Regions from separate parts of the Zea mays genome. Here region 1 is linked to region 2. The links are chromatin contacts, called in public Hi-C maps. All regions are on one chromosome and are shown on one strand. The core of a region is the stretch at or near the end of the contact, and the rest is flanking DNA. Distances in the headings are between cores, read along the strand shown.

What was found. A called contact is a pair of places that touch in the nucleus more often than the background predicts.
Region 1: a Hi-C map of ear shows a contact between it and region 2, with 3 times the contacts expected there. The contact joins the promoter of LOC100282524 here to the promoter of LOC542280 in region 2. A contact is called at or near these places in 9 of 25 Hi-C or Micro-C datasets (bundle sheath, ear, leaf and 2 more) and 1 of 3 datasets of contacts at active chromatin or transcription factors (leaf).

Annotation. Positions count from the first base shown.
Region 1 is chr6:151,632,465-151,636,345 of Zm-B73-REFERENCE-NAM-5.0, reverse strand. It overlaps LOC100282524 (ran-binding protein 1), which reads right to left and starts at 1,464. Exons shown (of 4, transcript NM_001155432.2): 1 at 1,108-1,464; 2 at 865-1,016; 3 at 641-766. The coding sequence starts at 1,283.
Region 2 is chr6:151,444,562-151,448,508 of Zm-B73-REFERENCE-NAM-5.0, reverse strand. LOC542280 (embryo specific protein 5) reads left to right here and starts at 1,684. Exons shown (of 2, transcript NM_001111879.3): 1 at 1,684-1,920; 2 at 2,063-2,676. The coding sequence starts at 1,803. The coding sequence ends at 2,286. It overlaps LOC100274372 (Chlorophyll synthase chloroplastic), which reads right to left. Exons shown (of 15, transcript NM_001148732.1): 15 at 3,858-3,947.

The sequences.
Region 1 (3,881 bases), core at 215-2,714, 190 kb before region 2:
ATCAAGCAACTCTCCTTTGTCAACACTCAACAACAATTAGTTCCGCAAAATCGCAGCCAAACAATGGATAGAAATAAATCCATATAAATGGCAATTTCGTTCATAAATGGTTTCTTTAGCATCACTCTGTCGAACAACCCTTGAACTGTTAAAAACACTTAAGCAACAAAACAAGGACCTTAAACTCTGGTAAACCTATTTGTTTGATCATTTTGCAGTAACGTAAAGAACAAGCCAACTAGTAGTTCCAAGGAGCCTATAATCAGATTGTCAGCTTAACAACCAGGCAGGCTTGCTTTTGGTTTTGGTCCGAGGCCTCCCAGGCAGCAATCTCAACCCCCAAAAAAGATGCAAAATCTATATATTTAGTTAAAATTTCACAATATATGCATCCATATAACAAATCTTTATGCACCCACAAAGGCAAGTGCACCTCCTTCAGATTTACTCTAGCTTCGCCACTGCCAGGCCTCCAGGATTGGACGCCTGAAATTCATGCCTGGGCTAGGCAGCTTTGCCTCCGCTCAAACCAAATAGGCCATTAAGACTTCATTTTAGAACACTGAGATTACGAAGTTGAACCATCTAGTATCAAACATATAGTTGGGGCATAACAGGTTAAACGAGGTAGAGAACTCACTTTCTACCGAACCAAACCTGATGGCAAACATCTCCTCCTTGAGTTCGCCATCCGCAAAGTCAGAAGCGTGCCAGACGCACGATTTGTCGCTGCCGGCATGTTCCTGCATTCTCGTGGTGGGGGCCACTGCATACGCAGCGCGGCATCAGTATCCTACTCTTTGGGATCAAACAAAAGCTATATACAAATTGTGGCGGCGAATTTCAAATCGAAAGAAAGGGTACCGAGGTGGTTCGCGCATATCTTAAGCGTCTTGGCCTGGCGCATGACCAGTCGGACCTTGCCGGTCTCCTTGTTCTTGAGAAGCTTGACGGTGCCCGTGCCCCGTTCCTTCCATTGGTTCCCGTCTTTATCAAACCGGTACAGCTTCGCCTTCCTGCAAAACCCAAATCAGCATCAAATCAAGCGGGGAAGAGCAACCGCACGCGGCGATGAGCAAGGAAGTGGGGAAGGGGGCAGCGCCTCACATGTCGAGCAGGACGTCCTCGTCCTCCTCACCGGTGGTGACGAGTACCTCCTCAAGCCGCACGATGGGGGCCACCTGGGCACCCGTGTCCTCTTCCTCCCCCGCGGCGGCCGCGGCGGAGGCGTCCTCCTCCTCAGACGCCTCGGATCGCTCCACGACAGGCTCCTTGTCCGCCATAAGGTGGGTGATCGCGGCGCGATTCAGTTCGAAGAGGACGCGACGGCGGGGAAGGGATGAGAGACGAGTAGGTGTTTTCCAGAAGCTTTGGGAATTGGAGCAGGGCTGGCTGCGCCTGCGTGCTAGGGTTTTCGTGCGCGGAGAGGAGACGTGACCAGCGAGGATAGGCCCACTTTCAGAGAGTGGGACCCGCGGCAGCGTGCCTTCTGTCAAACACGCGACTCGAACTTCCGTTTGCAAAGCATCGTCGTCGGGTTCTTTCACTTGTTTGCTTTTCCCCGAAAAATCATGTTACGTTTTTAATCCAAATAAAGTAACGGTAGTTATTCAGTGATATTGTTAACCTCGTGAACCCAGAAACCGAATAAAACCAGACTTTTTATCTTTTTATATAAAGTTAGCTTTTTTGAGCTTTTAGCATTTTAGAAGTAAAAATGATAACCTAGTTGTCTATTTGAGTTTATGACTAAGGATACGTTTAATTCCATTGTTATATTTTAGTCACTGTATCAAATGTTTGGATTTTAGTTAGAAATATTAATTCTCACGCTCGACATGTTTGGTAAATCGTCTAATGTCATGTCCAATGACCAATGTCTTCCTTGAGCTCCCATTCTAGACATCGTTGTTTTTGTATCGTGTCAATCAGACATTAAGTTCTACATGTTGTTCGCTTCGAATTTAAGTCAATTGTTCGGACTACTACAACTATAATCTATATAGACAAAACAATATAGAAACAGTAGAAGATCAAACGAACAGGTTGCTAGACTTTCGCTACTCACAGGCTCGGCTGGCCCCGGCACACATGTGAATCTAGTGGGACTAGATGACTAGCACACAGCCACGTCGAACTCGTATTTGTTGTCACCAATTTGATTTCTTCGTTTCGATGGTAATTAAATCCCATTTGCCCTTTGATCTTTGATATGGTTATTGTAAGTGCAATCAACCCTAATTGAGGGTTTTAGTGATTAATGACAAAACAAACTGAAATTCTAACAAGTTTGCTCCTAGCATGTACACAGTAACTCTACAGACAGGAGAAGCACAGATCTTACGAGCATAAAAGTATAAAGCACAGCGGATTTAAAATTCCACATCAAATGGCGTGCTCCAAGTGCTTAGAAACAACGGCGGTGCTAAATTTATAATTCTTGAGTCATAGAAATCGTCGTGCAATTAAGAGGGATCCGCGACGGTTAAGTAAGTTGTGCAATGAGCCAAGTTCAAAATCTTTTGAAAACATCTTAGAGAACATTTTTCCAGATCATGAATGCCCTTGAGAAAAACAAATTTTACTTCCCACAAAGACTCCACTTTTGTTCTCTTTAAAATACTCAAAATTTGGTTTCAGCCCCCAAAACCGGTTCAACCGGTTTTGGTACTGTTCACCTGCCACCTCTGCTCTGGCCTGTCTGACAGTCAGAGCTGTCAGAAAAGTCGCAACAGATATTTTTCTAAAATCGGTTGAGCCGAAATTTTTCCTTACTCAGCCGGTTTTGAAACCGGTTGAGTCTCCGGCTGAGTAGCTCAGTGGACCGGGATCCCCCTGGTAGAAACCGGTTCAACCGGTCTGAAAACCGGTTCAACCGGTTTTTACTTCTTTTCTCCCAACGGCCGTCAGCTTTTGGGGGATCCTTTATATACCCCCTCACACTCTCTCTCTCATTTACTCCTGCCTCTCCCACAAATTCTTGGCTGACCAACCTTCAAACAAGCGCATTTATTTCACCTTTCACACCCGCAATCGCATCTCCTTCAATCATTTGAAGGACCCTTGGTGTGAGGTGAACTCGATCGAACTCGTTGTCAAATTTCTTCTCGATTCTCCCATTCTCTTTGTTCTTGAGCTCGTTGCAAACTTAACTGTGTGCGGATTTGTTACTCTTAGAACCTCGTGTTCCTTGACGGTTAGAGGTTGCTTGGGAGTCTCCAAATTTGTGGACGACCCCAAGAAGTTTGTATCACCCGCTCTTTGAGCTGATTTGAGAAGAGATTGCCTTGACCTTTGTGGTCGGCTTGTGGAGGATTAGGGTTGGAAAAGACCCGGCCCTTTGTGGGTTCCTCAACGAGGAGTAGGACACCTTTGTGGTGGTTGCCGAACCTCGGGTTATATCGCGTGTTCTTGTGTGTTCTTGTTAAGCGCTTTATATTCGGTGGTTGGTTCATATTATTCATTCGAGTAGATTTTGTGTAAGGCTAGTCTTTAGCTATATTCTTCACTACTTCGTATTTGTTCAATAGATTATCTAATTTAAGTTGAGCAGGTTCAAACTTGTTCAGTTGTAATTAAAATCGACTGAACCGGTTTGCACCAGTGCAACTTTAATTTAACCTATCTCGAAGTTTTTAGTGAAAATTTTCAGGTGTAGCCTATTCACACCCCCCCTCTAGGCTACTTTCAATTGGTATCAGAGCTACGTACCTCGTTTTACGCTTAACCGCGTGAGGAAACGATCATGTCTACACAACGGGACCATGTGGATCCTCTCCTCGAGGAAATCCCCGTCACATCTTCCGGTGAGGAAGTGGACCCCAAGGTCCTCAACCTCGCCATGAAGATTGCTGAGAGAATGTTCCTCAAAATGAAAGAGG
Region 2 (3,947 bases), core at 435-2,934:
TGGTCATTTTGCTCGTCGGTAGCCACTTCATCTTTTTGGCCAAGACCGATTGCAACTTTGAGCTTCTTGCCCCCAAGCACAATTTGCACATCAGATGCCCACGTGAGGTAGTTTTGACCATGCGGGGCCAACACCTCGAATTCACGGCTCACAATACCAGTCATCTACATGTGATAAATTTTATAGTTAGATTACTTCTTGTAATCATTTCAGAGGATGAAAAAAAAATCGCAAGAAAGCAAATATTTTAAATGAATGATGCAATATACAAATTTAATTACACAATTATGTAAGATTACATTGTTTAGTTTCATAGAAATCAATTTCTAGAGTCATAATAATGCCTAAATTAAAATTCTATTCTATTTTTCCTTAAGAAAAAAAAACAGCCCATTAAGGACCATTAGAATGCGCGCTGCTCCATTTTTTTTATATATAGAGATATGAGTTGTTGCTCACTAGGCCACTCCACCTTGCATGCGTGTTCTTTATTACATGAAAAAATGAGCCGCTGCTTTTGCATTAAGGGCCTAGAGATGTACGAGTGCAACGCTTCGTATTCACTGCACGAGTAATTTTTTTTTAATGCACGGAGGCGCTTTGTATTCCTCAGCAGCTCTGCGCGCCCGTGCTTCGTGTACGGCAGTGACGAGGCAGCAGCAGCTCTACGTGCCCACGTGCCTGGCTGCCTGCCCACCGTGATGGCAAGGCTTGCTTGCTTGCGTGCCTGCGTGTGGCAGCGACGAGGTTGAAGCTACGGCGGTGGCTGCTTGCCTGCGCGCGTGCTAGCACGGCGACGACGTCGACGCTGATGCTAGCGTTGCTACTTTTGTTTTTGTTTTCTCTGTGCTTGCGATGATGCAGTAAAATAAACGTGTGTATCTCATGTGATTGATCGACGTGTGTCGGCGATTTCAAATCAGTAACAATCACATGTGCATCCCCATCGACTTCGTGTCGGCGATAAATCTGCTAGGGATTTGTGCTTTTCATGTATGTGCTTGAATAGAGAGGAAAGAATAATATTACATAAAATATGAGTTCAACATCTTTCTTAATACCTTTTGCTCGATCTCCTTAGTAGAGCCACGTGCGTGATAACGTGTTAAGAACCCCTTGCTACCGAGTGTAGTCCAAGGGCTGCTTAACTGAATAATAGTAGAACACAAGGAGACAAGAGTGTAGAGAGGAACTGATTCTTTGTTACTATATGGTGCTGCTCTCCAAAGGTTACATGATATGGGGATCTTCTCTCTATTTATAGACAAAACTAGGGTTTCAGGCATATGGGCCACATAGGCCTTCCTGGCCCAAGAAAGGTTTCTTAACACTACCATCTTCCAGGCGCGGTCGTGCGTGCTTCAACTCCTTCCCTCCGCCTCCAGAGCGGATAAATAAATACGGGGTCTACGGTGCACGCGCACGCATGGTGCGCCGAGGGGCATCTCTGCCCGGGGAATGCGCGCAGGCCATCGCTCGACACGCACGTACGTGTCGCCCCCGCGAGGCCTCCTCGCACACGCGTCGCGCCGCACGGGCGCCGAGGGACCTTGCAATTCGTCCGCGTCGGTGCACACGTCCCTGGCCCGGCTTGCCGGCTTTGCCCTGGCCTCGCGCGCGACGTGCCGCGTCTCCCCACCGGACGGCTATAAAAAGGCGGCGCCACCTGATCCTCCATCTCACACAAGCAAAGCAGCAGCAACAGCCAACACCTAAACTAAAGAACAGTAGTAGTCCCTGTGTACGTCTAGCAACGATCCGCACCGAGCTCGCCAGTTTTGCTCGTTAGTTTGGGGACGGCGATGGCGTCCGGTCAGGAAAGCAGGGAGGAGCTGGCGCGCATGGCCGAGGAGGGGCAGACCGTCGTCCCCGGCGGCACCGGCGGCAAGACCCTCGAGGCGCAGGAGCACCTCGCCGAAGGTTTGTATCCTACGGCCGGCCGGCCTTGTGATCCTCTTATCTTCCTTTCACTTGTGTGTGCTATAAACCCACTACTACTGCGCGTAAGTAGCCAAGAAGAACTGATCATCAATTAAACGATTGTGTTGGTCTGTTCGTGCAGGGCGCAGTCACGGCGGGCAGACCCGGAGTGAGCAGCTGGGCCATGAGGGGTACAGCGAGATGGGCAGCAAGGGCGGGCAGACCCGCAAAGAGCAGCTGGGCCACGAAGGGTACAGCGAGATGGGGAGGAAGGGCGGCCTGAGCACCATGCAGGAGTCCGGCGGCGAGCGCGCCGCCCGGGAGGGCATCGAGATCGACGAGTCCAAGTTCAGGACCAAGTCCTAGATCTGATGCGTGCCCCCGCTTAGCATGTAGTACGTAGCTGCAGGAATGTAGTGTCGTCGTAGTAGTAGGGTAGTCGTACGACGTGCCGCTCCTCGTTTGGCACGTGTGCCCTGAATAATGTAGTGCTGTCAGTCGTCGTCCTAGCACGCGTGTAGGAGACCATACGTGCGCGTATGATCATGCGTGCTTCGCTTCAGTTAGGTTCTGATGTTGGTCGTCGTCACCGTGTTTGAAGCAGGCAGGTCTCTTCAGGCTTTGTCGTCGTAGCAGCCTGTGTTCTAGCTCTACGACCCCATACTCATAGCGTGTGGTGGTGGGTCGTGATGCCTTAAGGTCTCCGAGTTTGTATCCGTGCTTGTTTCGTTAAGGTAGTTTGGTTCATAACTCAAATCTTCTCTCACTTATGTTCGACTACATTTTGTTTGGAGTCTCTCCGTTCATATACAAGAAAGGGAAGGATGTAGCTAGCTAGCTATTCTGCCACAAGAGAGAAACCAGAACGGAACGGAAACATATAACAGTAGCACCTCATGTGGCAGAATTGTTGGTTTTATGCCTGCTGCCTCAATTTTACGGCTTCACTGAGTTTGGACATTCATCTTTCTATCGACGAGAATGCCTAATCAAACTAGCTAGGACTCAATAAACTGCAATCTTTACTAGCACATAGGGGTCTGTTCTGGCTCGGGAAAAACTAACCAAACTTTAAGGACTGGTTTGAGAATCCCAATTTTCCAAAAACTACCCAAAACTCTTTAAGCTCTTTAAAACTAGTTTGGAACCTCAATTTTCCCTTAATTTTCTAAGGAATTTCTATTTTTTATAGAAAAATGAACTAATTTTCATTGGAAAAATATAAATCTCTTATAAAATTGGGCCCTTATAAAATTAGGGTTCCCAAACTAGCCCAGAAGGAACTATCACATTAAAAACTACCTAGCTCTAAAAAAAACTACCACATTAATAAAGTTTTGGACAGCTAAATACTAGTAGTTGCCTCATTAATTAGGGTATGTTTGATAGCTCTAACACTAAAAAAACCAATTGCCTCGTTAGCTCATTAGTCTGTTTGATAGCTCTTAACACTAAAAAGAGCTTGCCTCCCTCTGAAGATTGTCTGACTCCGAAAAACCGAAACTAAAATCTAAATAAAAACCGAAAGATTGTCTAACTCAAAAAAAAATGAAAGATTGTCTAACTCTTAAAAAACTACGACAGTAGAGTCGGTTCGCACTAGTTCAGATCTACCTTAAAGCAACTCTAACTAGATCCCACTGATGTTGTGAAAACTGTTTGAGAGCTAATTAAAGCAGATGCCTTCGAGCAGCTCCAACTTAGATCTAGGATCCCGTGCAAATCCACCGTAGAGCAGCTCTAACTTGAATCTAACATCCCACTAGTGCTAAGAAAATGGTTTGAAAGAGCTTAAGCTCCATATATATATAATGGATCTAGTGCACCAGTCCAGTAGACAACTAATTGTTGTCGAACAACATACATGGTATCCACGTGCTAACAGACGAAAAATACAAATACTCGAGAACGAGGTGCAAATACTCAGAACGGAGGTTGTACAATCTTCCAGGGTTGATCATACAACAATACGGCCGATACACAAAACTGTTTGTTCAAAGCATTGCCAGTTCAACCGCTAACAATGG